3 separate regions of the Gossypium hirsutum genome follow, and all the other regions are linked to region 3. The links are chromatin contacts, called in public Hi-C maps. All regions are on one chromosome and are shown on one strand. Each heading gives the region's core, a stretch centred on a gene start, on an enhancer-like site or on the middle of the called end of the contact. The rest is flanking DNA. Distances are from core to core; before and after follow the strand shown. Region 1 holds the start of LOC107962613. Region 2 holds the start of LOC107962601. Region 3 holds the start of LOC107962608 (nuclear pore complex protein NUP1).

Region 1 (3,631 bases), core at 575-3,074, 160 kb after region 3:
GATAGAAGGTTATGAAGTCTATAATTGAAGATGATATCTGTCTAAAAATTAAGATTAACCCTGAAGCTTTCAAAAAAGTTTGATGCATTTTATTGAAGTAAATCTTGTATAAAAGTATAAAATCAGTAACCACAACAGACATACCACTGCAAGTCAACTGCTACTTTAAGGGAGCTAAATTCACATGCAGTAAAGATTAATGCAAAAGTTTTGTGCCTTAAAAGTGTCAGAGCAACAGGCAATATCATCAGTTAGATAAACAGGTCCTTATTAGCCCAAATCATAATGCTATCAATTCTCCAAGTACTGAGATCTTCTGATTCAAACAAAGATTCATTGCAATTGAAGATGTCACTTGAAACCCTTTTAAATTTTAAAGAAATTAAGAAAGACAAAACTTTCCTATGTTATCTTCTTTGAATATCAAGGCCCCATTCAACTAGATAAGAAGCTAATGGGCTTTAAATCAACTGGTCAAATTTTACCAGAGTAAAGATAGTCAATCCTTCCTTCTTCCCACAAAAAAAAAAAAAAATTCACCCATCAGGTGTTGTTTAAAACAATGAAATAACATGTACTTGGCACATGGTAGGCAATATTTTGGACAGGACGGCCAAGGAACTGCTTGCTGCTCAGAGCACAGAAGCTTCAAAAAAACTTGTAAGGTAAAAACGTTCTCTTGGAGAAGCATGTATCCTACTTAATTAAGGATTATGAAATCATATTTGAAGAAAAAATAAATCATAACAAACTGAAATCATATTTGAAGAAAAAATAAATCATAACAAACTGAAAGTAATACATCAGCCTATATTTTCTGAAAACAAAAATATGTGTAATTTCATCAAAATGAACCTAACAAGTAAACATAACAACAACTGAAAAATACCAGCATTCAAATTCAGATAACAAATATCATATTTGTTTAAAATTTAAACTGCTTGAAGTATCTGCAGAACAATGGCAGTTAACAGGACTGAAATCTAGGCTGAAAAAAAAAAACGAAAAGATTAAGTAACTGCAATGAGAGAGGCATACGCAGGGGGCAGTGTGCCTTCAGAAGCAAATGTGGAAATGCCTTGTCGTTGCTTATGCTTAGGGTTGGAAGTGCATAGTACATATACCCGTCCGCGGCGCTTAACGGTTCTACAGAACTCACACATCTTTTTCACTGATGCTCGCACCTTCATATTTAATGCTGCATAATCCAAATTAAGATATCATCAAGTTCCATGAATCATACTCAACCATAACATAATAAATTAAGGTTATAGCTTGTAACCATGGAAAACCCCCAATTAGAATATCATCGAACTCCCAAAATCATATACAACAATACAATAATCACAAAAGTATTAACTATAAGTAAGAACAGATCAATGAAACGGATATTAACAATTCGAACTGTAACTCTTTACAAGATATTTAATTTCAGTCTCAAGAAAAAAAAACCCTAAGAGGATGTAGAGATTAAAATCGTGAAAGGGGCAGTCCGCCACCGCTATTTTACGATAGCGGCAGCAATAACTCAAAAGCCCACAACTCAAGTAGAAGTCATCATCAAGTTGAAGGTAAGGTTAGGTTTTTAAAGATTACCTTATTCAATTTCCTGGGCTATTGGAAACTTGAGAGCAAGAAGAGAGTTAACAGTGATAGTGGAGAGGGGTTTGTTTGGCAGCGGGGATGTGCGAAAAGAGGGTGGGTCGGGAATTTTAAAAGGAAATTGTTAACAAATATATATTAAAATTATTTTATAAATTTGTATAAATTATTTAACAAAGAAAGCAAGATGTTTGTCTGAGTAAAAAGAAATTATATCTTTCAAGTTTTATATTAAAAAAGAATATATGATGATATAAAGTTAGGTAATTAAATTATTAGGATTTATATATAAATGTTTTAAAAACATAAGGATAAAATATTTAAAAATTACTTTACATTGCAAAGGCATATTTTTTTCCCTCTAAAAGGCATATTTTAGATTTCCCTTTAATTTATTTCTTACTTTACTTAATAAGAACAAATAACATTAAAAATAATAAAAATATTAGAGTATACATTAAAAAACATATAAATATATATTAAAGTATTAAAAAATTAGGTAAAACATAAAAGTAAAGAAAATTATTACTTAATAAAAGCAAATTTGGAATGTGAAAGATATAAGTAAACAAAAAAATGGCAATGAAAGTTACAAGTTGGAAAAAGATTTTGAAGTTATTTTTAAATATATTTAAGATAATATTTTCATCACCTGCGATGCATGGATAGATTGCATTTATAATTTTTTTTATAAAATATTTATAATATTGAATGAATGTATTATATTCTTTAATGTTAATCAATTTTATTCTTAATTTAATATTTTAATTATGTAATTATGTTATAAAATAAGAAAAAATGAAAGATAAATTATAATGTTATTTAGGAAATCCTTTTCAACTAAAATTTTATTAGTAGAATATATTTGAAAACTTAAAATTAAACATAAATTTTTAATGTAATCGGAAAAAAAACATAATAAGTTTAAAAGTGATATGTAGTTGAGAAAAATTGTGATCCTTTATGTTTCGAGACTCGAGACAAGTTTATCTTATTTTCGTATTTCAGTTTCGATGTTTGGATGTTTTGAAACAATGGGTTCTTGTCTCGAAACTTAGAATATGACAAAATGAATATAGCTTCGATGTGCCCATGTCTCGAGATAGCTCGAGAAAAAGATCACTCTATTTCAAGACTACTATCAACTGGCCACGAAATAAATACGACAGCCCATTCTCCATGTACCAACGTTAGTAGTGGACCGAGTGCATAAAATTAAAAATAAATGAATCTAATCGAGGACTCCTCTCCATCCAGGCGTTCCACAATGCACTATAAATTTAATTATGTGGATTTTATAATTTTCACATAATTTCCTTGTTAAATGAAATGGTGTGTTTTACACCGATAAAAATCATCTGTTCCTCTTTCTCCTTTACACTCTACTACTCTCTACAAATTAGATTGAAAAGTTAAACTAAACCCAAAATCTGACACCAACAAATTTCAGGCCACCGTACCCCACCACAAGTTTCACCTAAACTCTTCAAATTCAACCTCTGTTTCAAAGTTATTTTGTGCCTAAGTACTTGAAAACGCTTAAAAGAAAACGTAAGCTTTGTTATAATGATCATTACTGTAGGACTGCGTGTGTGCATTTATTTCTAAATTCAAGAACCCTGCAAAGAACAGTGAAATATTAATAGAAGAACAACAAAGTCTGAGACAAAAAAAAACTTAAATGGAAATTTATAATATTAGTCTAAAAAATGATTTGGTGTTATTTTTTTCCTTTACTATAAATGCATCTTTTTTTCTTCAACACAGCTTCTTTACAAATTTTCTATTTATGAGCATTAATGGAGTTAAATGGAACTTCCTCTCTCTTTTAAGTCAAAAGCAAAGAACTTGAAGGTGAAGATTACTCACTACTTTCTATGCTATGGTAACTGATATCTCCATGTCAACTTAGCAATGAAACTTTGGAAGGTCAAGTCAAACAGTTTAAGAGTTATGATTCGGTTTAACTGTGAATAATACAAAGGTTGGATTTGAAGAGATTAGGTGAAAATTACTAGGGGTCAAAGTT
Region 2 (3,936 bases), core at 16-2,515, 140 kb before region 3:
TACCTCCCCCCATTTCACTGCCCTCATTAACCCTCTCTTCTACTTCAAACCATTTGTTAGGCTTTGATTCAATGTTTACTTATATTGGACCCAACAATGCCTGTCCATCCATCTCATCTACCCCCTTATCCCCTCATTAACTCTTACATAAATATTCATCTTCAAACCTTAAAATCTCGACAGATAATCTCAATTACAATTAAATATTTGGTGGATCCAATAGTCAATGACATCTAAAGTTGAAAGCCAATACTATCAGCATTTTTATGAGAATTTAATTAATGCAAATGAAAACAAAACCATGTAGCAATTCAAAGTAATAGAAAATGACATATATATATATACATAAGTTAATATTTTCTTCATCATTTAAATATATGATTATAAATCAACACAAACCATGATGTAAAAATAATTAATATATCTTATCTATTTATTGAAAGCATTTGATGTGACATTTGATGTACTTTAATATTGAAATATTTTATTTTTATTTGATGTGTAATTACATTTAGTTTATCTTGCTCGGAGTGAAATTAAATATTAATAGAATTTATTATGGAATTAATACTCTTGTTGATGTGTGGGATCAATAAGGAGAGATGGAAGAGGATGTGGTGGTGCTATCGTAGGCTAGTTTGCTCTGTCAAGGCAAAGAGTCGGAGAGTAGAAAAGTGAAGATGGTGGAAGTGAATGTTGGGAATAAATTGACAAAGTGTAGGCAAGTGTGATGGAGAGTTGATCTCTTCATCATCATCATCTTGGGGGTTAGTTATCAGCGAGGTCCTGTGTTGGGTAACATTAACATGATGGATTCGCAATCAGATCATTATTATAAGAAACATGGAGCTAGAGCTAATGTCTTCAATGTGACGAGAATATTTGTGATGAAACGTGCTATGTCAGTCCTTTTTGTTTAATGTACGGAGCAGTTAAACTCACATGAATTTAGTGACTAAAAAGATCATGCTCTTAATAGAAGTCCAAATGTGGAGGAGAAGGTGGTGGCTACATTTTGAGGTAGGTAATTAGCCTCCTTAAATAACTACTTTCTGCCTACTTGGATGACTAAATCGGGAAGTAAGACTTCTAGTGATCTCCCAATCTATAGCGGGTGGAGTATGTATATCAGGTAGCTTTCTGTTATGCCTGTATTGTCATTGGTGGTGGTATAACAACTCTCTTGTTAATACAAGCAGAGCAGAGATTAAGGAGTTAATGTGCCAATACTAATAGCATAGGCAGGCGAGGGGGGTTGAAGATGGGGGCAAAGGCAGGCAATTGCCAGGGAGATTTTAATGGTGACTTGAATACTTTTGTTGTTTTGTCTGATTTGGATTCCCAACCCCCAAAACCCATATTATTATCAATAAAAATGACCAAAAAACTGACTGTGAAGTGAAAACAATGGTTAAGTGTTAAATTATTGGGGGGCATAAACAAAGGCATGAGCCGTTTCTTTCACTCCTGTTGGATGTTGTACTGCTCCCTACCCAAAAGAAAGAGAAAAAAAGAAAGGAAAAGCCCCATCCAGCTCTGATCTCTCTCTTGGTTTGCAGACTGGGAATTCAAGAAAAAAGAAGAAACACCAAAAGATATCATAAACAAATTGACTAATCTCCATCAAACCCCATGTAATAACACTACCGTCTCACTCCTTTTATTTACCTACTTTCCTCTCGGTTAGCCTCAAATATCTCTTCCCTTTCCTTCTTTCCTCCTCTGTCTCTAGATTTTGTCTTCCATTGAAGAAGAAAGATCAAAGATGCCGAGACCAGGCCCTAGACCTTACGAGTGTGTAAGAAGAGCTTGGCATAGCGAAAGACACCAACCCATGAGAGGTTCCATCATTCAGCAGATTTTAAGGTTCTGGGTCTTCTTTGTTTTCCTTAATTTTGTTACATTTTAAGCAGCATTATTTCTACCTTTTGGGGGGAGGGGGGTTTAATTCCTTGCCCACCATGTGTTTGATTTTAGGCTAGCTATTGAAACTCATAGCACAGCTACTAAAAAGAATAAGGAATGGCAAGTTAAAATTATTACTGTCATCGTCAAAGCCGAGGAGATTATGTATTCCAAAGCCAATTCTGAGGTTCTTTTCTTCTTTCAAAATTGTGGATCTTTTTATTTTGTATCTACTTCTTTGGACTCAATTTTTCCCCCTCGTATTGGGTTTTTAGGCTGAATACACCAACCCGGAAACCTTATGGGACCGTGCTAATGATGCCATCAACACGATTATCCGTCGAGATGAGAGCACTGAAACAGGAGAGCTTTTGCCACCTTGTGTTGAAGGTACTGTAGATTTCTTTTCATGTTCTTCTGTGGTAAATTCTTGGTTTCGAGTTTATTGTTATGTTTGTGGTTTTTTCTCGTTTTTCTTTAATCTACATTAGCTACAACTTAATGAAGCTTTCAATTTGAAAGTTATTTCAAGAACAATTTGGACTGATAGATTGTAGCACATGTGTTGTTTTAGCGGCCCTTAACCTGGGGTGCTATCCAGTGAGAGCTTCAAGGAGCCAACGACACAGTAATCCTAGGACTTACCTTACGCCAAGAGCACCCGAAACTGTTCCTGCAACTCCTAGGATTTTGGATAACGGCAGTGAGGATAGGTATCCTCAGTTATCCCAGGTTCAGTCTGGTAGTCAGCTTGCAAGAATAGCAACCAATGTGAATTCGAACACTTCGGTTTCACAAGCTAACCGTCATAATTATCCATTTCTACCTCAAAATTGCCCATCTGGCCATGACCAATTGATGAGGATGGAAACTAACACTCCATCGAACTCTGGTCAAGTTTACCCCCTTTATTATGGAATTCACTATCAAAATGCAGAGTCCCAAACAGGTTCTCCAGTGCAGGAAAATCTAGTGTCTGATACGATAATAGTTGGGAGACCTATTGGTACATCCGTTTTAGAGCCAGCAGAAATGGGTTCCTTGCAGAATTTCTTTTCCTCTTCCAATGTTGATATTGGTGGTAAGCAAATTGGGCAGCAAGATATCAGACACGCTGATGAGAAGTTGCTTGGAAAAGAATGTGATTTGTCCTTGCGGTTGGGTCTATTTTCTGACCCTTATATGCAAGTAGAAAAGAAGTCACTTTGTGAAACCACAGATGTTGGTCCCAGCAACACTCAAGATGGGGGCAAACTTAGTGATGTTTTTCGACAAAAGAGTAAAGAGATCCCCTTTTTTCCAGAGAGGACTGTTAATGACCATTTTGAATCCTTTTCAAGAAAGTGCTTTATGGAAAATGAAGGTCATAATGTGGGGGCAGCAACGAGAAAGCGTAAGGCAACATTTGGAGGCAACTCAGAAGATGAACAATTTTGCACGCAACCAGGGTCCTCATCTAATAATAGAAGACATGGGCCAGGTTTGTAAACAATAGTTTTATTGTAGCTTGTCCTTCAAAATTAATGATCTTTTGATCGTATTAGTGAATCTTGCTTTCAATCTTTATTCTCTAATAGATGTTGTAAAATGTAAGTGCTGACAAGTTGCATTGTTGGGATGCAGCAGAGAATGAACTGTAAATAAAATGAGCATGATTGATATCTAATAATTGGATGATTTAATTCTCATTACACGTCTAATTACTTAGAAAATTTTAGTATAAATAACTTTTGATCAATTGAGGACCATAAAAGGAATATTTTTACCTTCTCAGCATGTGCAGAATGAGTTGCAGGTTTCTAAATGTAAAAAGATCTGGAGATAAATGATGGAAAAATATATGCATTGTAGACAAATTAATTAGCTATTTGAAACTATAAAGTGGTGTGCAATATATACCCGAGCTAACATAGAGAAAGTGTTGATCACAAAGGATATATCCAACATCCAGAGCTCATGTTCCTATTTGCCTTTGGAGAATGGTCAAGGATTGATTTTAGCCTGTTTGTAACACTAGAATTTCTTGTTGAT
Region 3 (3,946 bases), core at 622-3,121:
AAAGATTACCTTAATTTGAAGCAATTCTCTTCCATGTCCGACATCAATTTCATTAAAGATTAAATTACATTGTTTTGATAGTTACAAGTTCAAATAATTGAATTTAAAAATAAAATTTGTGGATTTCTACAAGCTATGTTACTCGTATCAAAATGTGGTGTGGACATGTTAATTCTTTCTAAAAGGTTTTCCATATATCTAGAGGGTTGCACCACCATACCATATCCATATGATGTGTGTAACAGATGAATGCTTCAAGGAATATAAGGATTCGAGACAGCATAGTGTTATTAAAGTCTAACATACAAGTGGAATACTTTTTCCTCATTTTTGCACAAACATCACAGCATAACTAGAAAGTAACATATGACACAAGATTCAACCTCCGTATCCATGTGCATATCATTAATCCAAAATACAAGTTCATTAAAGTGATTTTCACTCACAGTTGGCTTCGAAAGTGGGGTTGCCAAATCCCTTGTAGTTATATTCAGATCATCCTTTTTTTCTTCAGTCGGCCTTCTCAGGTTTTGAGAAACTATAGGTCCCTTGTCACCTCCAGTAGATAGGGTTAAATTCCTATCTTCTTGGTCAACTTGAGGAACATCAACAGCCTTTGAATTTATAATCCCTATCAGACGATTGATTTCATCCCTGGGTATAGAATGTTAAAACTCATATTAGATAATTAACTCTTTGAGTTAACTAAATGATCACCCTGAAAGATAAATACAAACATGGATTTATGAAATGTGAGCATAGAAGAGCATGAACAGATCATTAATTCATCAAAACCAAGCCCATGCATAATGGCTGGGAATTGGGATATGGCTATAAATGATGTTCTGACAAAACCAGTAATTCTTGGCAGAAACAATCAAGTTTAAAATTTAAGAACAACACAGAGAATGTGAAATTTAAAACAACAAAAAACTAGTTACCTCGAAAATGTTTTCCCCTTCATTAGCTTCTCAATTTCTGAAAGCCCATCGTCTCTAATGTCACCCTGGTTGCCTTTTCTATCTTCAGCAATGCCAGAACTAGCCTTTGGTCCATCAGTTGTCCCAATAGTACCAGCTGTTTCGGACACTACAAACTAGGAAAGGAATGCAAATATACTCATTCAAACCACGCCATCAAGAAAAGCTAAAAATTAACAAATTTCCGCTTAAATAGAGCAAGTGCAATGTGATTTTACAAAATTTATAGCGAAAATAGAAACCCTTACAGTTGAATAACAACTTTGATCTTCTTCATTAGTATGTTCTTCTATATCTTCGTCCAACTCACCTGTTTCCAACAGAACTGACAAACTTCAACAACAAATAACAGCAATTCAAGATTTAATTAATCTCCATCTCCTTTTACCTAAAGTTAAGTCGCTCTAAAACCCTAAAGAACCCAAATTAATCCCTAGAAGAGAATAAGTTTTAAAAGAGATGTTTTATTCAAATATATATAACTGACCATGAGCTTGAGGTTCTGGCGGCGGGAGAGAATCGTTGTTGAGGGGTTTCAAGAAGAGAGAGGGGAGGATTCTAGAGGCGCCGCTGGCTATGAGACGGCAAGCCGGATCGACGAGTTTGGAGAGTAAGCGACCGCGTAAGGATTGGTTCTGCTGAGGACGGGCGTAGGGTGTGGTAGGTGGTCGACGTGGCCGTTGCCTCCTTAGTTTCCCGCCGGCGCCGAGCTCTGTCGTAGCCTGATCTTGCAATGAGTAGGACGGCGTCGTTTCGGTGGTTTTTTCCATTCTAGTTGTCTTATCAGTTTGTCTCTCTCTTCGTCCCTCACGCGCAATCACGCACGAACTCACTGAGTCACTGTGTCTGTGTTTACTACTAAGCGCGCTTTTATTTTCTTTTGGTCACCTTTTTTTTTTTAGTTTTTAGCTACAGTACATTTGTTTTTATTTTTTCTCCTTAAATTGTGGGGCCACTGTCTACAACCAATGGGGACATGCCATATGTAAAATAAAAAAAAATAACCAATTAGTTTCATATATTTTTATTTAATGATTTTTCTTTTCATAAATCACATCTAAATTACAGATTCAATAATTCATTAATTTATATTTTACTTAATATTGGATAAACTACTTTTTTTTGTAAAATTAACATAATAATAAGTTTAGTCCTTAGCATTTATAACTTTTGTTATTTTGATCCTAGTTTCTCCTTTGTTCTCAAGTTAAAAATAAAATTATCAAATCAAGCCTTGAAATTTTGGAATAAAGAAATGTTTGGTAACTTGGAAGAGAGGAAATGTGTACTAGAAAAAGAACAATTTTTTTTACAACAAAATATAAGGAAACCTAACACGATAGAAAAGGAAATAACTGTAAGATGGGAACTAGAAAAAGTACTTAATATTTTGTTGTTCCAAAATCACAAAATTAATTGGCTAGTAGTGCAAGGGGAAGAAACACCAAATATTTCCATTTATTGGTTAATAAAAGGAGAGCTAGAAAAGATTGTTTTGAGAGAGAAAAAGTAAGTGATTGAGGAGCATGAAGTAGTAAGGAACATTTGTTGAATATTTTAAAAGGATTTATTTAATCAAAGATGGGGAAAAGGGAGAGAAAATTAAAGAGTATCTTGACAAGTTACAACTAAAGAGACGACGGATTAAAAGTAGCAAATTGACGCTCCTTTCATAAAAAAAGAGAGGTGAAGTTGGTACTTGATGTTTAATCCAACTAAAGCCCCTAGGCCAAATGGTAAACTTGCTTTATTATTTTCTAGAAAAATTTGTATATTGTGGGTGAGTCACTCATTAAGGCAGTATTAAACTTTCTTCGAACCTATAAAATGTTTAAAGAAATGAATAAGACTTTCATTGCCCTTATACCGAAGAAACAATGTCTGCAAAGAGTAGATGACTATAGACCAATAAGTCATTGTAATGTAGTCCATAAGTTAATTGCAAAAATCATGGCCAATAGATTGGAACCTATAATTAGTGACCCAATTACCCCTTTTTAGAGAACTTACTGTTTGGAACAAGAAAATTAGCGATAATTATGGTAGGAGTGGAAATCTTTCTCATGATAACAAAAAAAAAAGTTATAGTAATTTTGAATTCAAAATATCATGTAATGTGTTTCTTCGATTAGCTATTAGGCACTGGTAAATGGGGATCAATTTGCTTACATAATGCAAAATAGAGGCTTGAGACAAGGTGACTCACTATCTTCGTATTTGTTTATCCTCTGCCATAATGTTCTTTCAACAACTTTACTTAAATTGGAAGAAAAGAATAAAATTCATTGTATTAGGATTGGACACAATCATTTTCCTCTCTCATCTATTTTTTGCATATGATAACTATATCTTTTTTAAAGCAAACTTGGAAGAACATAAAGAGGTTAAGGAAGCTCAAAACACAAATTTAGAGAAATTAGAGTTAATGGTAAGTGAAAATTGTCATCCTTGATTTCAAAAACTATTTAGATAAATTCTATAAGTGCTAGTTACTACAAAGCTAGGTAAGTATCTAGGCTTTGATCTACAATATCTAAAAGCCTAGGAAAAAAAATTTGAGCCATTGTTGGACAAGTTCAATGTTACACCTCTCGCTCAACTTAATCGATGGGTTTGAGCTATAGGATGCTACAATCGTTGCCGAAGCAAATACAGTCAAATATACAGTAAATATTCGTTCATACATGCAATTAAGTATCATTCACATTCCATTCATGTTAAATAATCAATTTCGAGTATTAATCGAGCTTACAAAAGCTCTTTTGACAACTCGAGCTTGAAATAGGACCAAATTTCAAAGTTTAAAAAATCTCAGGCTGACAACGCGACCTCGACATTTTCTTGTCGTGACATGGTCATCTTAGTATGTCACGTCACAACGAAAAGGCTATGTTAGTTGTGAAAATACTCACTAAGATGACAATGTCACAACGTTGAGATCTTGTAGTTGTGAAGTGGAAATTGTT

What was found. A called contact is a pair of places that touch in the nucleus more often than the background predicts.
Region 1: a Hi-C map of leaf shows a contact between it and region 3, with 1.8 times the contacts expected there. The contact joins the promoter of LOC107962613 here to the promoter of LOC107962608 in region 3. A contact is called at or near these places in 6 of 34 Hi-C or Micro-C datasets (callus, leaf, petal and 1 more).
Region 2: a Hi-C map of seedling shows a contact between it and region 3, with 2.2 times the contacts expected there. The contact joins the promoter of LOC107962601 here to the promoter of LOC107962608 in region 3. A contact is called at or near these places in 2 of 34 Hi-C or Micro-C datasets (leaf and seedling).

The regions. Positions count from the first base shown.
Region 1 is chrA06:10,607,312-10,610,942 of Gossypium_hirsutum_v2.1, forward strand. LOC107962613 reads right to left here and starts at 1,825. Exons shown (of 3, transcript XM_041115110.1): 1 at 1,597-1,825; 2 at 1,039-1,198. The coding sequence starts at 1,190.
Region 2 is chrA06:10,310,300-10,314,235 of Gossypium_hirsutum_v2.1, forward strand. It overlaps LOC107962601, which reads left to right and starts at 1,266. Exons shown (of 5, transcript XM_016899049.2): 1 at 1,266-1,634; 2 at 1,733-1,866; 3 at 1,978-2,092; 4 at 2,181-2,295; 5 at 2,480-3,571. The coding sequence starts at 1,766. The coding sequence ends at 3,393.
Region 3 is chrA06:10,452,048-10,455,993 of Gossypium_hirsutum_v2.1, forward strand. It overlaps LOC107962608 (nuclear pore complex protein NUP1), which reads right to left and starts at 1,872. Exons shown (of 8, transcript XM_016899054.2): 1 at 1,468-1,872; 2 at 1,229-1,290; 3 at 942-1,096; 4 at 447-654. The coding sequence starts at 1,750.